4 separate regions of the Gossypium hirsutum genome follow, and regions 1, 3 and 4 are each linked to region 2. Evidence: chromatin contacts called from public Hi-C data. All regions are on one chromosome and are shown on one strand. Each heading gives the region's core, a stretch centred on a gene start, on an enhancer-like site or on the middle of the called end of the contact. The rest is flanking DNA. Distances are from core to core; before and after follow the strand shown. Region 1 holds the start of LOC107910343 (GATA transcription factor 25). Region 2 holds the start of LOC107910219 (ubiquitin carboxyl-terminal hydrolase 17). Region 3 has its middle 18 kb from the start of LOC121214640. Region 4 holds the start of LOC107910254 (rho GTPase-activating protein REN1).

Region 1 (4,301 bases), core at 1,324-3,823, 440 kb before region 2:
TCCTGGGAAGAACCCCAGCTGTGAGCTCCTTCGGACTTCTTGGCAGATGTAAATTGACCCTTATTACGCTGCATCCTAATGCACTCAAAAAAATCAGAAGCAAGAACTTACTAAATATGGAATAAAGAAAAATTTGTCAACAAGGACAGATCATCTCTAATGAGTTTTCTAGGCCCCCATTTCGGTTTAATAAAGCACACTAAGATAAGATATTAAGAATTCAATTCCATCAACTAACTATATGCATGTTCTTTTTCTAAATTATGCTTTTAACCATTGGTAGAAATGTAAACTTCCCTAGAAGGATAAAAAGGGCATCCTCTCTCATTTGTCTGTGTTGTTCTATTACCTAGAGCAGCCAATTAAACCTGGAGGAAAAATAGTATTCTACACTATCGTTTGATTTCTTCAATATCTTTTCCCTTCAGTAAGACCCTTATTGCACTTCAATCATTTCTTGTACATAAGTATGTCAAACTGAAAAGATAGTTTAAAGTGACAACCAGTTAAAGTTAAACTTGCCTGACTGCTACAGTTCAGACTTCTTGTTTCCACTTTAGAAAATAAATCCCCAATATTTTTGGATACAAGAAGCTATTAGTGAATTGAAATTGCATTATTGTACAGCATCCTCACTATAGATGACGGAATTACAAATATGAGTTCATAAAGGTTCCAGAATTGAAAATTTATGCCAAAATCTTCCAATTTAAAAAGCACCGCATAAACTTATAATCGGTTTTAAAAAAAGTGACATGATTAGACATGCCAGATCAATGCTTATTCGGTTATTCCCTGTGGATATTATGCTCTATCACATTTTTCTGCTTGAATTGATAATTTTGTAGCAAAATGAAATATGCTAAGGTCAGTCACAAGCACCAAGAAATTAATTATTAAACTTGGTAATACCAAATGGGTTGAAAAATATCCTTACACAGTCCAGTGTTCTAAGACATATTCACTTGTAACACTGATTTGTTAGTCTATCAGTTATGTTTTTACTCCCTAGGTCCTTAAGAGTTTTTCTAACAATTTTATGGTATATTAGGCCTTATAAGAGTATAGGACTTTATAATATCTCATTAGCACAATTCCTAAAATCTTATCTAGCTGGGCTGCTACCAGTCTGCAATATCCTTATTTATCACAATTTAGAATTGGATGATAATTTATATTTATAGTCTACTAAAGCACAGCAAACTCTTTATAAAGATCCTTGGTTTATAACAATGAGCGAATAGATTCAGAAAAACAGATAAACTAATCTAAAGTTAATCATGTATTCGGTAATAATAAAGAAAAAATTGGCTCAGATTCAAATGCAATGATTATGTTAAATAACATATAAAACGGAACAACATAACTTGCAGAAATACAAAATTTATGGAAAAGGTCATATGCTTCACCCATCCAGCATAGCCAATCTATTTCTCAGAGTTTAATAAACCATAACCTTCTTAAAATCCTATTTCTCAGTAATTCCTCAAACCTCAAAAGCCCATTAATACTAGTTCTCAGGGTTAAGTTTCTAGCCTCAATTGCAAGAACAACATATTGAATATCAAAGTTGAAAATAACTGTATTTAGGGAAGGAAAATGCACACCTAAGAGCAACTTCTTGACGAACACTATACCGGACTTTCTTATCAAAGCATCGCTCTTTTCTCTTCTGACGAAATCTATCTAAAGAGGCTGCTCTATGCGGTTGGTTAGATCCTCTCGGAAAGTCCAAAACAACCTAAAAGGAACAAGGAATAGATAAACTAAAAATTAAAAAGAAAAATAAATTCAAATTCTAGATTAAACAAATTTAAGAGAATTACCCTTTGGTTCTGAGCTGACATTTCAACACCATGGGGACCTGAAGTCAGTTCACTTCCACCCAAAAGTAATAACACCGCATGGAACTGCAAACAGTACGACCAAAATGAAAATCATTACGATGTGCATTTCATTGGGGGGATAATATAGAAACACGAAAGGTCAAAAGTATGATATTGAAGTTGCATTTTTCGGTTTGATAACTTGAAGTAAGAGGAAAAGCAATCACATCTTTCTACAATTTAAGCCAACGATTTTTGGTTCTTCAAAAATCAAACCATTCAGCAAACCCTAATTGGCCTAACTGAGAAAAAGTTGTTAAGAGAAAAAGAAAAAATGTAATATACCTTCTCGGGAGTAATAGCATCGAAAACATAGACCTGGCCACGAAAGGAAAGAGTGAGTTGGCTGGCACCGTCGACACGTTGAACGATGGCTAAGTCAGAGGGGGTGGAAGTGACATAGAGGGGATCGGCGGAGACGTCATCGACTCCGACGCCGTCGTCAAGAGGATGAGCATCGTAACTAACGCTATCGGCCGGTGCTGAGGCAGAAACATCGTTGTCGGCGATCGAGGCAGGGATGTTCATGGGCTGAGACTGTCCGTACATTGAGGAAATTGAGGATGTGGAAGCATTACAGTGAAACAAAGGGGAAAAGGGGGGGGAATAATAGGGACAAAAAAAGAATTAACCCTAATTAATCCAATTAAGTAATTAATGATGAGGAATGAGAAAATAAAAGAAAAGTACTTGCGTTTTATTAGGTTTGTTGTGGGAGATATATGTGACGTCAGAAATGGTGTCTAAGTTAAAAAGAGGAGTGTTGTTGGTCCGACCGACACCAATGAGAAAGTGGGGCCAGAACGAGACGATGTCATTTTAAAGGCCTTTGCCCATTCTAATTTCCATGTCCCATTCGAGTGTGGTCTATCACAATGCCAAGCTCCTTTAAAATTTTTTTTCCAAAGCATGCAAATTTTATGAACTCTAAATCAATGTTAAATTAGGTAAATTTTATCTGAAAGAAATATGCTTGAAAAATAAGCGAGTATGCTGTATTTGGAGATAGAAAGGAAAATGCATCTTACAGAATATGCTGAATTTTTTTTTTTTTTGCGATTGGAAATTAAAAGTTTGTAAATATATTTTTTTCTGTGTTTGAGATAAACATTGTTATAGTTTTAAAGTATGCTTAAATTTACGATGATGTCGTGGAGCTGGGTGATCTACGAATTTCATCTACCATGTGAGTATGGAGCCATCAACCGAAGAGCCAAATCGAATTGTAACTCAAGGTCTCAATTGACAGTGATTATACGGTCTCGGGTTGAAGTGTAACTAGGTCTTCAAGTTTACAAAAGTTATGCTGTCAAATGATGGAGCATAACTAAGGCCCTAGTTGACAATGGTTATGCGGGCACAACAACTAGTTTTTCCTCGTCAGAGGAGGATGCTTTATAAAACCCATACAAAAGTCAAAAAAGAAAAATCTAGTGACGTTTTAGTATAATCAAGTAATTCATTTTATCCATCTCCACCGAAAACGATGAGCCCATTACTATAACCTGTGACAGAATTGGAGTATAACATGTTTTAGTAACAGGGTCACCGCCTTCGATTGAAATGGACAAAACGAATTACTTGATTATATTGGAAGGCACTTGTGTTTTTCGTCTTTGACTTTTTTATGAATTTTATAAAGCATCCACTTCCAACTAGGAGAAACTCGTTGTTGTGCCCGTATAACCACCATCAATTGGGGCCCTAGTGATGCTCCATCCTTTGACAATATAACCTTTATAAACTTGAAGCCTTAGTTACACTTCAACCCGAGACCGTATAATCACCGTCAACTTGGACCTTGAGTTGCAATGCGATCCCGACTTTTCAGGTGATGGCTCCATATTCACATGACAAGTGAAAATTGTAGGTTATCGAGCTCCACGACATCACCGTGAACCCAAACACAACTTAAAACTATGACTAAGTTTTCCTTAAAGAAAAAAGAGAAATAAATTTGTAAACTCGAAAATTTCAACACGCAAGAAAAAGAAAAAAAATAATTTAAACGAGATAGAGATATGATGGAGTAAAGGGATAGGAACGGTCATTTATATAGGTGATGGGGTAGGAATAAAAAAAGGAAAATTTTAATTTTATCTAAGGAATCCCAAGTTGCAGTGTATGAAATTTATCCCAAGAATCCGAGGTTGTAGTGGGCTCAGAGGCAGAAGCAATCAAGTTAGGGTTAGAGTGAAAACATTTATTACAACGTAAATTAAAATTTAACAAACTAAAGAATTAAGCATTTGAGAAATATTACAAATAACATAATCATCGGTGTCTTGAATGTGTGCTATAACCGAGTGTTCGTCAGGTACGACTAAGGTTCTGTCGAACAATTTAGGTTGGCGACTCCTCATCTTCTTCGTCTTCATCTTCACGTGCACCTCGATGTTGATTTCCATATTCATT
Region 2 (3,813 bases), core at 1,026-3,525:
GAGTTAAACGACTCATTGTCATCAACACTTGTAGATGGAACTGATTCCAAAGTTCTGCCCCAAAAATCAGAAGAAAATCTAGAAGCCTCAGCATTTGAGCCCTCAGACATATCACTAACACCTAATCCTGAAGAACTAGTTGCTCTGCACTGGCTCTCTTCACTTTGATCAGGCTTGCTATGACTTAATTTAGAAATTTCATCTACAGAATCAACCAACCTGACAAATTTAGGGGATGATGGATTGGTTTGATCCACATTGTTGACAACAGAAGTCCAAAACGTGTCAAGATTAACATCAGCAGATGAGGAACCATCCAATTTATCAAGCTCATTTGAACTTACGCTCTCACACACAGAAACATCATCAGATGATTCACTACCAGCTGCAGACGAAAATCCTGAAAATGAAGCACTGGAAGATTCTGGAGCAGAGCTCAGTCCTTCCCTATCAGCATGAAACTCAACCTTTGCATCATCATCCTTCCCATCTAAAACCACAGAAGAGCTAGAGGAACTCAATAATGCAGGTCCTGTGATGGAACTAAACAATGCAGATTCAGTAGAGGATGTTCCAATTAACTTTGCATGCGACTTTTCTTCAATCTCATATCTATCTCCATATTGGTCTTGATTTATCGCCTTCTGACCATAATCGCTCCCCTCATCATGATTTTGGTGTACGGCAATGGCAGGTGGGTGGCATTCTTCCTTGTGACCTTGCCGCCAGTGAATAATTTGACACTTCGCAGAACTAAAACATCCAATTTTTGGTATAAAAAGAAAAACTGTTAAAAGACCTTCTACAAAATCAATTGTATCATTAGAAAATAATGCTAAACACAGACATAACTTACTATTGTTGTCCCTTCAAATCAGTAAAAGAAATCCTTAGAATTACAACAAAGTGATTGGGGGAAAGCTAAAAATATTTTCTCTATTCATTAGGTGGATTTTCTTTTTGTTACTTTTCCATCAAATGAACCACATTTTTAATGATTCGCAAATGTAGTTAGTGAACATACACAACCTCAACTCTTACATTAAAAAGAACTCCTAAACTGCAGACAAAAAAGGCACAAAGGAAAAGGTCATTTTCAAGAGGAATTGTTTTTCTAATATCCTGTCTCTGTAACATAGAGATAGGAGGCTCAAACATGTAATTTACAAACCAAAACATTTTCAGAAAATCAGCATAAACATCCACCAAAAAATTGCAGCATTTAAGACCAACTCCAAACTTCCCATCAATGATAGATTGTGGATGTTGGGTTTAAAATTAATTTTCACAAAGTCTTCTAAATTGCTTCGTTGCTCACTACATAAACACTTACACGACTACCGTACATTCACACATGTTAAAGCGTATTTCAACTAGACCCACACTCGCCCTGCGCTAATTGAAACACTTATCTAATCAAATATTTTTTCGATTACATACTCTTTAAGACAGTATTGTCAGATAAAAGAATCAGTTTTATCTCAAATACATTTGAAACAAAATCGCCTAAACAAAAAAAAATCTCAATAATTATAAATAAATTAGAACAATAACACGAAATTAACAAGCTAACGTACCAATATCGAACCCCTTTACAGCGAGCGCACCGCGTGGTAGTAGGACAATAACAAACAGCACACTGTTGATAGTTCCACGAAATAGAAACCGTACCGTATTCAATAGTCGCTTCAAGCTCGACTCTAGCCGCCTCCTCAGAGGCCAAAATCAAGAGCCTCTTTATCTCCGCTTGCCTTGCTACAGATAACTGCCATTTCCGCCTTACGAAAAAGCCGATCAAAGGAAGGAGGGAAAGCACGAGCACCAGGCTCGAAAACCCTAAATCCCAAATAAAAAGCATTTATCCTGCAGCCAATACCAATAGGCATCCAAAGTAGTCGGCAAATCCTACTCTCCAAATCTCAGCACTATACATAGATTCCAACGACGTACCCGTCTTGATCGCTTTCGCGATGGAACAAACTCCGGCCGTCGAACATGCAACCGTAGCCGTTGGTGTGGACTGAAACAAGACGGTTGAACTGCACCGTGATCTCGAAAAATAGAATAATGTTATAATTTTATAAAAAAATAAAAATAAAAAAAAAACAAATCTAGAAGGGAGTGGCAGTGGGAGAAGAATGTCGATATTGCTTGGGTTAGCAAAAAGGTGAAAGTTTAAGCTTCTTGTTGAGCTCGGAGGATTTTCAGACAATAAATTTTTTCCCTTTTTTAGATCGAGATTTTTACAGGGAGAAAGGGAAATAAAAGGAAAATAATATTAAAAAGGGACATTAACTTAGGTGTGTTTGATTGGCGGAAAATATTTTTCATTTGGAAAATAAACTCCAAAACAAGGGAAAATGGGTTACATTTTAGGAAAAATGTCTTACCCTTTCAATTTTCGTAAGACATTTTTCGTGCTCTTCTCTTTATCGTCTCCTTCATTCCTTCTTTCATTTCCGGTAGAAAACTGCTTCTATTTATCGATTTTTCAGTAACTTGTTTTTTTAATTATTCAATACTTGTTTTTTTAACACAATTACAAATAATTTATTTGATATTAGTTTTTTTCAATTTATAACGATTAATATGTAGCTTAATAATTGATTATTATTATAAATAAATCATTGTAATATATGTAAAAATAATTTAAAATATAAAAATTTATTAATATAAATTAATATATGTAAAAACAACTTTCTGAAAAATATTTTCAAAAAATCTGTCAAGCAGCAGAAAATATTTTACACAGATTCAATTAAACACCAAAAAATATTTTCCAGTAGATTATTTTACAGAAAAATAAAATATTTTCCAGAAATCATTTTACGAAAAATATTTTACTCTCAATCAGACCTTAAATATTAAAATATGTTATTAAAAAAGGAAAAATTGATGGTCGAGGGGGAAAAGGAATTTTGTCTTCAGGTATCGAGAAGCGTGAATTCTTTGGCCATCAAATATTCGAACCAGGGTGGGGGCCACGGGTTGAACCGGCTAACTTCCGGTCTTTTTCATTATTTATTAGCGGGGGTTGTTTTTGATTTGGTGATGGATACTGCGTTTGGACGGTCACAGTAATACGAGGAACCGGACGGTGGAGATTTGTTTTTGATTTGGTGGAGGCCGGAATCTGATGATGATGGTTCACGTACCATAATAATTATTCCATTTCCAGTCTTTGAGTTTTCCCTCCGCTGGAAATAAACCATTCCACAAGCAATTGCTTTATTTAAACTATTATTATTTTATTTAAATATAATTATAAATTTATTTAATGAATATGCCCGAATTAACCTTGGGATTTGAATTTCTTCGACAAGAAAATGTTTCCCTTGTCTACCATCACATCATTAATTCATGATCAATTTTCTTTGTTTACATTAATTGAATAGCAAATAAAATGGTGAAAAGTTAATTTATTTGATTCTTTAATCTTAGAAAAAATATTTTTTTTATTTTTTTAAATAAAATTTCAGATTGGACTTTATTTAAATAAACTACATTACTACACATATGGTCCTAAAAAGAAAAGAGAAAGAGCCCAGTTATTAGACTTGGCCCAACAAAAGGTAAAACTAAAACAAAATTAAATGGAAACCTAATCGCCTAGGAAACCAAAAAAGGAAACAAAAGTCTGAAACAAATTAATGTTGCCGTTCTACCTGCCCAATCAGCATCAAAAGAAAATAAACGTCTTGTCTTTTCATCTTTCTTTACTTCTTCAAGACGTTTTCAATTCACCCAAGGGCCTGCTTTAGTCACTCTATTACCTACCCTTCTCAGACTCCCCTCACTCCATTTTATCCCCTT
Region 3 (3,797 bases), core at 983-3,482, 360 kb after region 2:
TTTATTCTTTTTTCAGCTAAATTTGGTCTCAAACCATTTAAAATGAGTCGAATTTAACCATCATCCTTTAAAAAAACTAGAATGTTATTTTTTATCCACATGTATTTCATGCTATTTTTTTTAACATTCCTAAACTTTTTATATAATTTTTTAAAAATTTTGAATTAATTTTGTTTAATATTTTTATAAATTTTAAATTATTTATTGGCATGGTATATAAGACAAATAGTGTCACGTCAATATGAAATACATGTGGACTGTCATATGGGTTGCCACGTCAACATCGTTAAAAAATTAATGTTCTAGTCAACATTTCCATTAAAAAAATCATTTGACTCTTTTAAATAGATTAATGACTAAATTTAGCTCAAAAAAAAGGATTAAAATTGATATTATATATAAATGTTAATAGCTAAATTTATCACTATGCCTATACAAAACAACTATAAGATCTATGTACTAACATAATGGTGGCTTAACCACCATTTCATTATTGGAAGTTTTTTTCAAATGACTATGAAGAAAGTTGAAGTTGCCAACTACTATTATGAGAAATGCTTACAAATTCAAGAAAAAGGTAGAGTAGAGTTTAAAGAAAATGAATACAGTTAGGAAGGTAAAAACCCAAGAATGTCAAGGAACGACAACATTAGCTTTTAAAACCACTAAATAAGCACAGAAAAATATGAAGGCCAAACTTCCATGGTTTTCAAGAAAAAAGAATAAATCCAACATCACATAATTTTAAAAGAACACAGTATCACAAGAACGCAAAGAAACGAGGTTCAACTATGGTGCCATTTGCATCCACTGAAAAATACCAAAATATCACATTGTTTTACATAATATATATATTATGTGTAGTATATTTTCAAATAAATAACTTATTATAAAATTTTGTGTTTATATATAAAATATATATTTATATATTTACCAAAATCATCATAATTATATATAATATGGATAGATATACAACAATAAATATATTATGTTATGGGCCAAAATGAAAGTCAAAAATCGGTCAACAACGGTCATTGTTTGAAATTCTGTTAATTTCATATTCTTTTTAATTTAGTTGTAAACGTTGGGTTTTGAACCCTTTTAATAATACGGTATATTTCGGGGGGAAGGTTATCAAGGGTAGACGGACCTATTAATGAAACGGGGAGTTTTGGGGATATTATGACAACTGTGAGAATCTGTTCTCTCCCCTTTTTAACCACCTATCACACATAGGAGGTGGTTATGAAAAGATTTGGCTTTTTCTCATATTCTCTCTTTCTCTTCTCTCTCGTGCTCTATCCTCTCTTCCTACTCTTTTTCTATTAAATTCTCTTTCTGAATTTTTCGACGGTAGCAAGGGTATCAAAGCTGCAGTGATTCTGATGGTCGGTGACAAAATTACGACGAGGTTGCAAAAGGACATGGGGTTGATACAATATGAGCTTTCTCAATTGCAAATCAACCTAGAAAAGGTTGATGCTCGAATAGACTCTCGTCTCAAGAAGTTTCTTTTTTTTTTTTTTTGAACTAATCGTCTCAAGAAGTTTCATAAGGAGATAAAAGGGGACATTTGGGCTGAGCTTCAAAATGTTTTTGAGCAGTACATAGGGCATGTGCCAACAACTGCTCATGGTTCATCTACAGACAAAGGTAAAGGGATACTTGGTGATACACCTCAAAAATTTCCTCCAAATGAATACCTATCGTTATCTGCTATGGTTGAATATGGCCATATGGGCCTCCTTTCGAGGGTTAGTACGTTGGACTCAGCGGGAAGAAACTTCAAGTTTGAGTGCCCACGTTTTGATGGTGGGGATTTCAGAGGATGGTGGTCTAAGCTAGAACAGTTTTTCGAGGCAACGGGTGTTTAGGAACTGGATAGGGTAAGAACAGTTATGCTCAATTTGGAAGGAAAAGCCTTGGACTAGCATCATTTCTTTTGCCAAGACAAGGGGGCTGCATCAGCTATCTTGGGAAACTTATGCCAGGTACCTACAAGAAAGGTTTGGCTCCACCAACTTCATTGACCCCATGATTGAACTGGTGACTTTGAGTCCGTAGGGAACAGTGGATCATTTTCATGACCAATTTGTGAGTATCCTCAACCAGTTATAGTTACCGGAAACCTATGCCTTAGGTATATTTATAAGCAACCTTAAGGTAGAAATAGGGCAGTACCTCAGGTTGTTTAAACCTCAAACACTAGTGGAAGGGTATTTACTGGCCAAGCAAGTGGAAGGGATTGTGTTGAACACTCCTAAGAAGACTCTTTCGGGTGGGGGAAGTGGAGGGTACTCTAAACCTCTATTTCCTAACTCGAAGATAACTATGGCAAACAATCACTCTTCAGCTTCTGAAGGACCCTTAACAGTCCCTGGTGGGAAAAAGGCTCCTACCAAGTCCTTCTCTCGAGCAGAAATGGAAGACAGGGGAAGAAAAAGCTTATGCTTCTGGTGCGCTTCAAAGTATACACCAGGGCATAAAAGTGTGAAATCTCAATTTTACCAACACATGGTAGAGCCTCAACATAACATACTGTAATATGGTAAGGCAACACCAGTGGAGGAATTTCAGGATTTTTCTAAACACTTTAAGAATCCAAACCAAGAGGCTGAAGCTACAACACCAGTCCTATCCCTGCATGCTTTACAAGGCTCTCAGGGTCATAACACCATGAGATTGGCAACCAAAATTGAACAAATGGAAGTAATTATCTTAATAGATTTTGGGAGTACACATAACTTTGTGGACTCCAGGTTGGTTAGAAGACTCAACTTACCAGTTGAATAGTCTATCAGATGAAGATCATGATAGCTAATGGAGGAAGTCTGAGCACTAGGGGTGTATGTAGGGCTGTGGAATGGCAAGCACAATGGCATAAGTTCATGCTGATTTTATGGTCCTGTCAGTAATAGGGAGTGATGTAGTGATGGGAATACAATGGCTTCTATCTTTAGGGTTCATTGTATGGAATTTTGAATCCCTTACCATGCAGTTCGAATATAAGGGAAAGAATTGTTTACTCCAAGGAATTAACCTGGTGGTTTGCAACTCCTTTTCGGCTACCAATTATCAAAATGTCTACATATGGTGGAGCATAGTCCTCATCCAATGGTCCTCACTACTGACCAATTGACTAAAATACATGTAGCCCCTACACTGATTCAGGAAGATCTATAGAAAATACTCTAAGAGTAGACTAAAGTTTTCCATGTACCAGAAGGCCTACCCCCTATCAAATTTCAAGACCATAAAATACCTCTTTAGGATGAGTCCAAGGTAGTTAACGTTAGGCCTTATACATACCCCTCCATCCATAAGACAGAAATTGAAAAGCTTGTCCAATAAATGTTAGAAGCTAGAATTATCAAAGAAAGTAGAAGTCCCTTCTCCTCACCTATTGTGATGGTGAAAAAGAAGAATGAAAGTTGCAGACTATGTGTGGATTAAGGCAACTTAATCAACTTACTATCAAAGATAGGTTTCCTATACCATTCATAAAAGAGCTGTTAGATTAACTTGGTCAGGCTCTCTTCTTCTCCAAGCTTGACTTAAGATCGAGCTATCACCAAATAAGGAGGTGGAAGGGTGACATCTTCAAAATAGCCTTTAAGACTCATGAAGGGCATTATAAATTTTTGGTTATGCCCTTTGGCCTAACCAATACCCCATCAAGTTTTCAAGCCCTGATGAATGCTATCTTCAAGAAACTTTTGAGGAAGTCAGCTTTAGTGTTTTTTTTTATGATATTTTAGTGTATTCCAGTAATTGGACTAAGCATTTGGTTCATTTGA
Region 4 (3,804 bases), core at 1,061-3,560, 390 kb after region 2:
TGAAGACCTTAAAATCTTATAGTGAGGAAAACAACATCACTTTGATTGACCTCGTATCACTTCACTGTTTATTTTTTTTTATTTTTAAAGTCGTATTATAGTTTGTTTAGGATCATTAAATTGTGCCAAGAAAACAATGTAATAACGGATGAACAATCACATACATCATGTTTAGGCTGACAATCAGATAGGTCCCAAATACTTACAGGATCACTTTTGAAGAAAACTAACGAAGTTTGTGTCAAAATAAACCACCTTTTCTTCCATGATGTCCATCCAATTCCTGTAATCAAAGGAAAAATAGGGAAAAGGCAATAAAAAAAATAACCCAGAGGAATCCAAGCCCCAGGACTCTGATTTTCAGCATGAACCTCGTAATGTATATTTTTCTGGTAAAATGTGAGTAAAAGCTGTGATTCACAAAATGAAAGTCAAATGAGCAACTGAATTAAATTGGGAAGTGTAATAAAACCAAGCAAAATAAACAAACCTTTGGTAGATAAAAAAAGTGGCCCACTCTTTAAAACCTGCAAGGAAGTTTTAAACCTTAAAAAGCATTAACTTCTACAACTTCATAAATTGCATGCTTAATAGAAACAGTGAATGCAGAACAATGTAAGCAATGGTCTCAGGAAGGTAAAATCTAGCAATGGACTTAAAATACAGAACAATTCATTCTTTAGCATTCAAATTCCTCATGGTAACTTAAGAGTTTAAATTTAAGCTTATTGTGGTCAGTAACAGCTACAATATGCTTCATATTATCCAACGAGAATAACTGCTATATAGGAAACCTTTCCATAAAATGGTCCAAAAGGTTTAATTGAAATCCAAATCACATAAGATGTAGACAAATGGTAGACAAAAATGATTGTAAACACGACCTCGATGATGATAAAGATGTATGTAGCTATATTACTATGGCTCATCATTTTTTTCTAGAAGTACCCGTGTCCTTGAGTTCATGAGTATACAGATACGGCTTTCCAAATACAACTTAGAAAAAAAATTGAACATTCCCGAATAAGGCATGTATGCATGTCTGATACTCACATTCAAATAAGATAATATAGGGATTAATGGAATTCAATCAACAACTCAAATTTAGAATATTACAAAACGATTAAAAGAGAGGGAGAAAGAGAGAGAAGTTTACCGAGTTTCTGACACGAGATTTTGGAGTTGGTGGAGCCTGTAGAAGAGGACCAGGAGAAGCCACAACTGCAGCATCTCCCTTGAGAGAAAACAAAATGATTTTCAGCACAAAACCTCCTTCAAAAATCAGAATTTAAGTTTTTCTTTTTCCTTTTGTTCACTGAATATTTAAATCCTTTACTTCAAAATAATCAGAAAAGAAGGCAAGACTGATTTACACCTGATGTCCTTTAGAGGGCTCATCCTTTTTGAAAACCATCCTCTGCAGACAATGAGAAATTAAACAGAATTTCAGTCCAAACTTTCCATAAAACTATTATGAGAACCGAAAAGTAATAATAAAATAATCCACATTAAAAACAACAATGTAAAACTCCTACTATTAAACCACAACATTTTTTTTTCTTTTTTGTTTTCTGAACATCACACACTCTTCTAAAGACAAATAGAAAACTAACACAACAAAAATGAAAAAAAAATCATCAAAACCTGTTTCACTTGAAATGGCTCTTCCTTTTTGCTAGGAATTTCTGATCACAAAATTATTTTTAAAAAAAAAGCAATTCTTCCTCTCTCTTTTTTTCTGCTTCTGAATATCAAAGGCTTCTAGAAACGAGCTAGAAAATTAATGCAATAAAAACAAATTCGAGATAGATTGATCAAAACCTGTTGTTTCTGAGATGATTCATTCTTTTTGGTAGCCATGTTCCTTTAATCACTCAAAATCTGAAAAAGAAAATCTCAACCGAGTCACAAAATCAAAGGATCAACAGCCTCCGCGCAAACCTTGCAATATTCATTTTCAACAATGCCACTTATTTGCAACATTTAGACAAACAAAAAATGTTTCAAAGCTCAAACCAAAATAACACAAAACATTTAAAAAGAAGATTAAAATTTTTTTACGTGAATTTGAAACGTAAATTGAGGAAAATGGATAAAGGAAAAAGAAAAAAAAGTTAAGGAAGAGGCGTAAAGATAAGAACAAACATGATTTTCCTGTTTTATTTTTCTTCTTTGTTTGTTTTGCTTGTGAAAGTGATTTGGCTCGGAATTCTTCGATCGACGGAAACACCGTTTCGTCAAAGAAACGGAAAAGCCTAAAAGCGCTCCCTTCAATGAAAGCGGGGAATTGTGCCGCAATTGTACACGTCACCCCTGTTCTTTAGCGCTTTTTAAACTTTCTTTTGCCTCAAAAAAAAAAGGTTTTTTTCTTAGAGGGAAACGACACTCCCTTGTAATTTTTCCCGGTGATTAAAATTTTGATTGGAATTAAAAAAATCGAAAAAATTTTTAAATTTTAAATTAATTAAATTAAGTTATTCAAGTTATTCAAATCAAATGAAATAAATAATTTGAGTAGAAACTAGAATAATAAATTGGTATAATTATTCTTTTGGTCCCTATCAAATTTGAAAATGAGTAAATTAATTTCTCTCTCAACAAGAATTACAAAATAATTCAAAATAATTTTTAAAAATTTAAAATAATTTTTAAATTCAAAATATTTATATAAATTTCAAAATTTATATTTTTAAAAATTCAAAAAAAATCTAAAAAATATATAAAAAATTATTAATGATTCAAGTTTATGATACTAGTATCCTTTTTATTATTTTGATTTGAAAAGGTTTTCAAATATATATGATTTTAAATTTATGTGCTCTAATATTAAATTAGTTATACTGTAACAAGATTTTAATTTAATATGTTTAATTTAACTCAAACAATTTCACCCGATTCGACTCGACTTTCATTTCACTCGATTCGAAAAAATTTCAAATCAAGTTAGGAGGATAAATGGCACTCCTAGAAATATAACAATGGTGTTGTTTTTTAATATAAATTACTGAATTTTTATATAATGTGTGATATAATAATGTTGTTTTTTTAGTATAAATTACTGATTTTTTATATAATGTGTGATTATTTTTTATTTAAAAAATATATATCTGGGCATATTACAGAATTTATACATTTTATTCTTCAATTTTAATAAATCAATATAAATAAATTATGCTATGTTTGATTACTAGTATAATAACATGAAGAAAAAACTTATTTAACGTATATGTTTTAAAATAATTAGATATAAAATAAAGAATAATTAGTATTTTTTTTTTTGGTGAAAGAAATAAAGATACAAAGTGAATAAACTAGATCCTCAAAGGAGGTTCCTCAAACAATCTTAAGCCTAACTTCCTAGTATGAACTGTCTTGGCTAGACTATAGGCAATTAAGTTCTCTTCTCTGGCAATATGCTGAATTTCCCACTGCTTTGCCCTTTTCAGAGTATGATGAATTCTTCTGACTATGGCCGAATTAGAGCTTCCCGAAAAGTCTTCCACGATGGCGTTAATAGCTTCAATACTATCTGTTTGGATTAGAATCCTCTCTAAGTGTCTATCCAAAATAAGGTTCAACCCATCCAAGATCCCCCAAAGCTCTGCCTCCAACACTGTACAGTTACCCAAATATCTAGAGAACCCAATGATCCACTCACCATTATTGTAACAGCCCGTTTTCAATTATATCGGAATAGTGATTTCAGGACCACAATTTTGATGAGTAAATTATTATTTTAATGTCTATGGGATTATAGTAAGGTCGTGTTAAAATTTTGTTAAGATTTTTTGAAGTTTACATACT

What was found. A called contact is a pair of places that touch in the nucleus more often than the background predicts.
Region 1: a contact with region 2 is called in a Hi-C map of leaf, with 4 times the contacts expected there. The contact joins the promoter of LOC107910343 here to the promoter of LOC107910219 in region 2. A contact is called at or near these places in 7 of 34 Hi-C or Micro-C datasets (anther, callus, hypocotyl and 2 more).
Region 3: a Hi-C map of leaf shows a contact between it and region 2, with 2.9 times the contacts expected there. The contact joins the enhancer-like site here to the promoter of LOC107910219 in region 2. A contact is called at or near these places in 14 of 34 Hi-C or Micro-C datasets (anther, callus, hypocotyl and 2 more).
Region 4: a Hi-C map of leaf shows a contact between it and region 2, with 1.8 times the contacts expected there. The contact joins the promoter of LOC107910254 here to the promoter of LOC107910219 in region 2. A contact is called at or near these places in 3 of 34 Hi-C or Micro-C datasets (callus and leaf).

Annotation. Positions count from the first base shown.
Region 1 is chrD02:16,194,452-16,198,752 of Gossypium_hirsutum_v2.1, reverse strand. LOC107910343 (GATA transcription factor 25) reads right to left here and starts at 2,573. Exons shown (of 7, transcript XM_041088502.1): 1 at 2,172-2,573; 2 at 1,827-1,910; 3 at 1,608-1,741; 4 at 1-75. The coding sequence starts at 2,435.
Region 2 is chrD02:15,755,938-15,759,750 of Gossypium_hirsutum_v2.1, reverse strand. LOC107910219 (ubiquitin carboxyl-terminal hydrolase 17) reads right to left here and starts at 2,275. Exons shown (of 11, transcript XM_016838002.2): 1 at 1,578-2,275; 2 at 1-753. The coding sequence starts at 1,858.
Region 3 is chrD02:15,395,751-15,399,547 of Gossypium_hirsutum_v2.1, reverse strand. No RefSeq gene overlaps it. Among protein-coding and RNA genes, the nearest start is that of LOC121214640, 18 kb to the right of the region's middle. Within about 2 kb of position 2,232, at least 7 of the 9 cell types and tissues checked have an H3K27ac peak or open chromatin away from gene starts, as enhancers often do. A contact at or near this core is called in hypocotyl and leaf, where this site is marked.
Region 4 is chrD02:15,361,136-15,364,939 of Gossypium_hirsutum_v2.1, reverse strand. LOC107910254 (rho GTPase-activating protein REN1) reads right to left here and starts at 2,310. Exons shown (of 24, transcript XM_041088493.1): 1 at 2,146-2,310; 2 at 1,822-1,881; 3 at 1,376-1,417; 4 at 1,157-1,234; 5 at 491-527; 6 at 372-410; 7 at 207-283. The coding sequence starts at 1,860.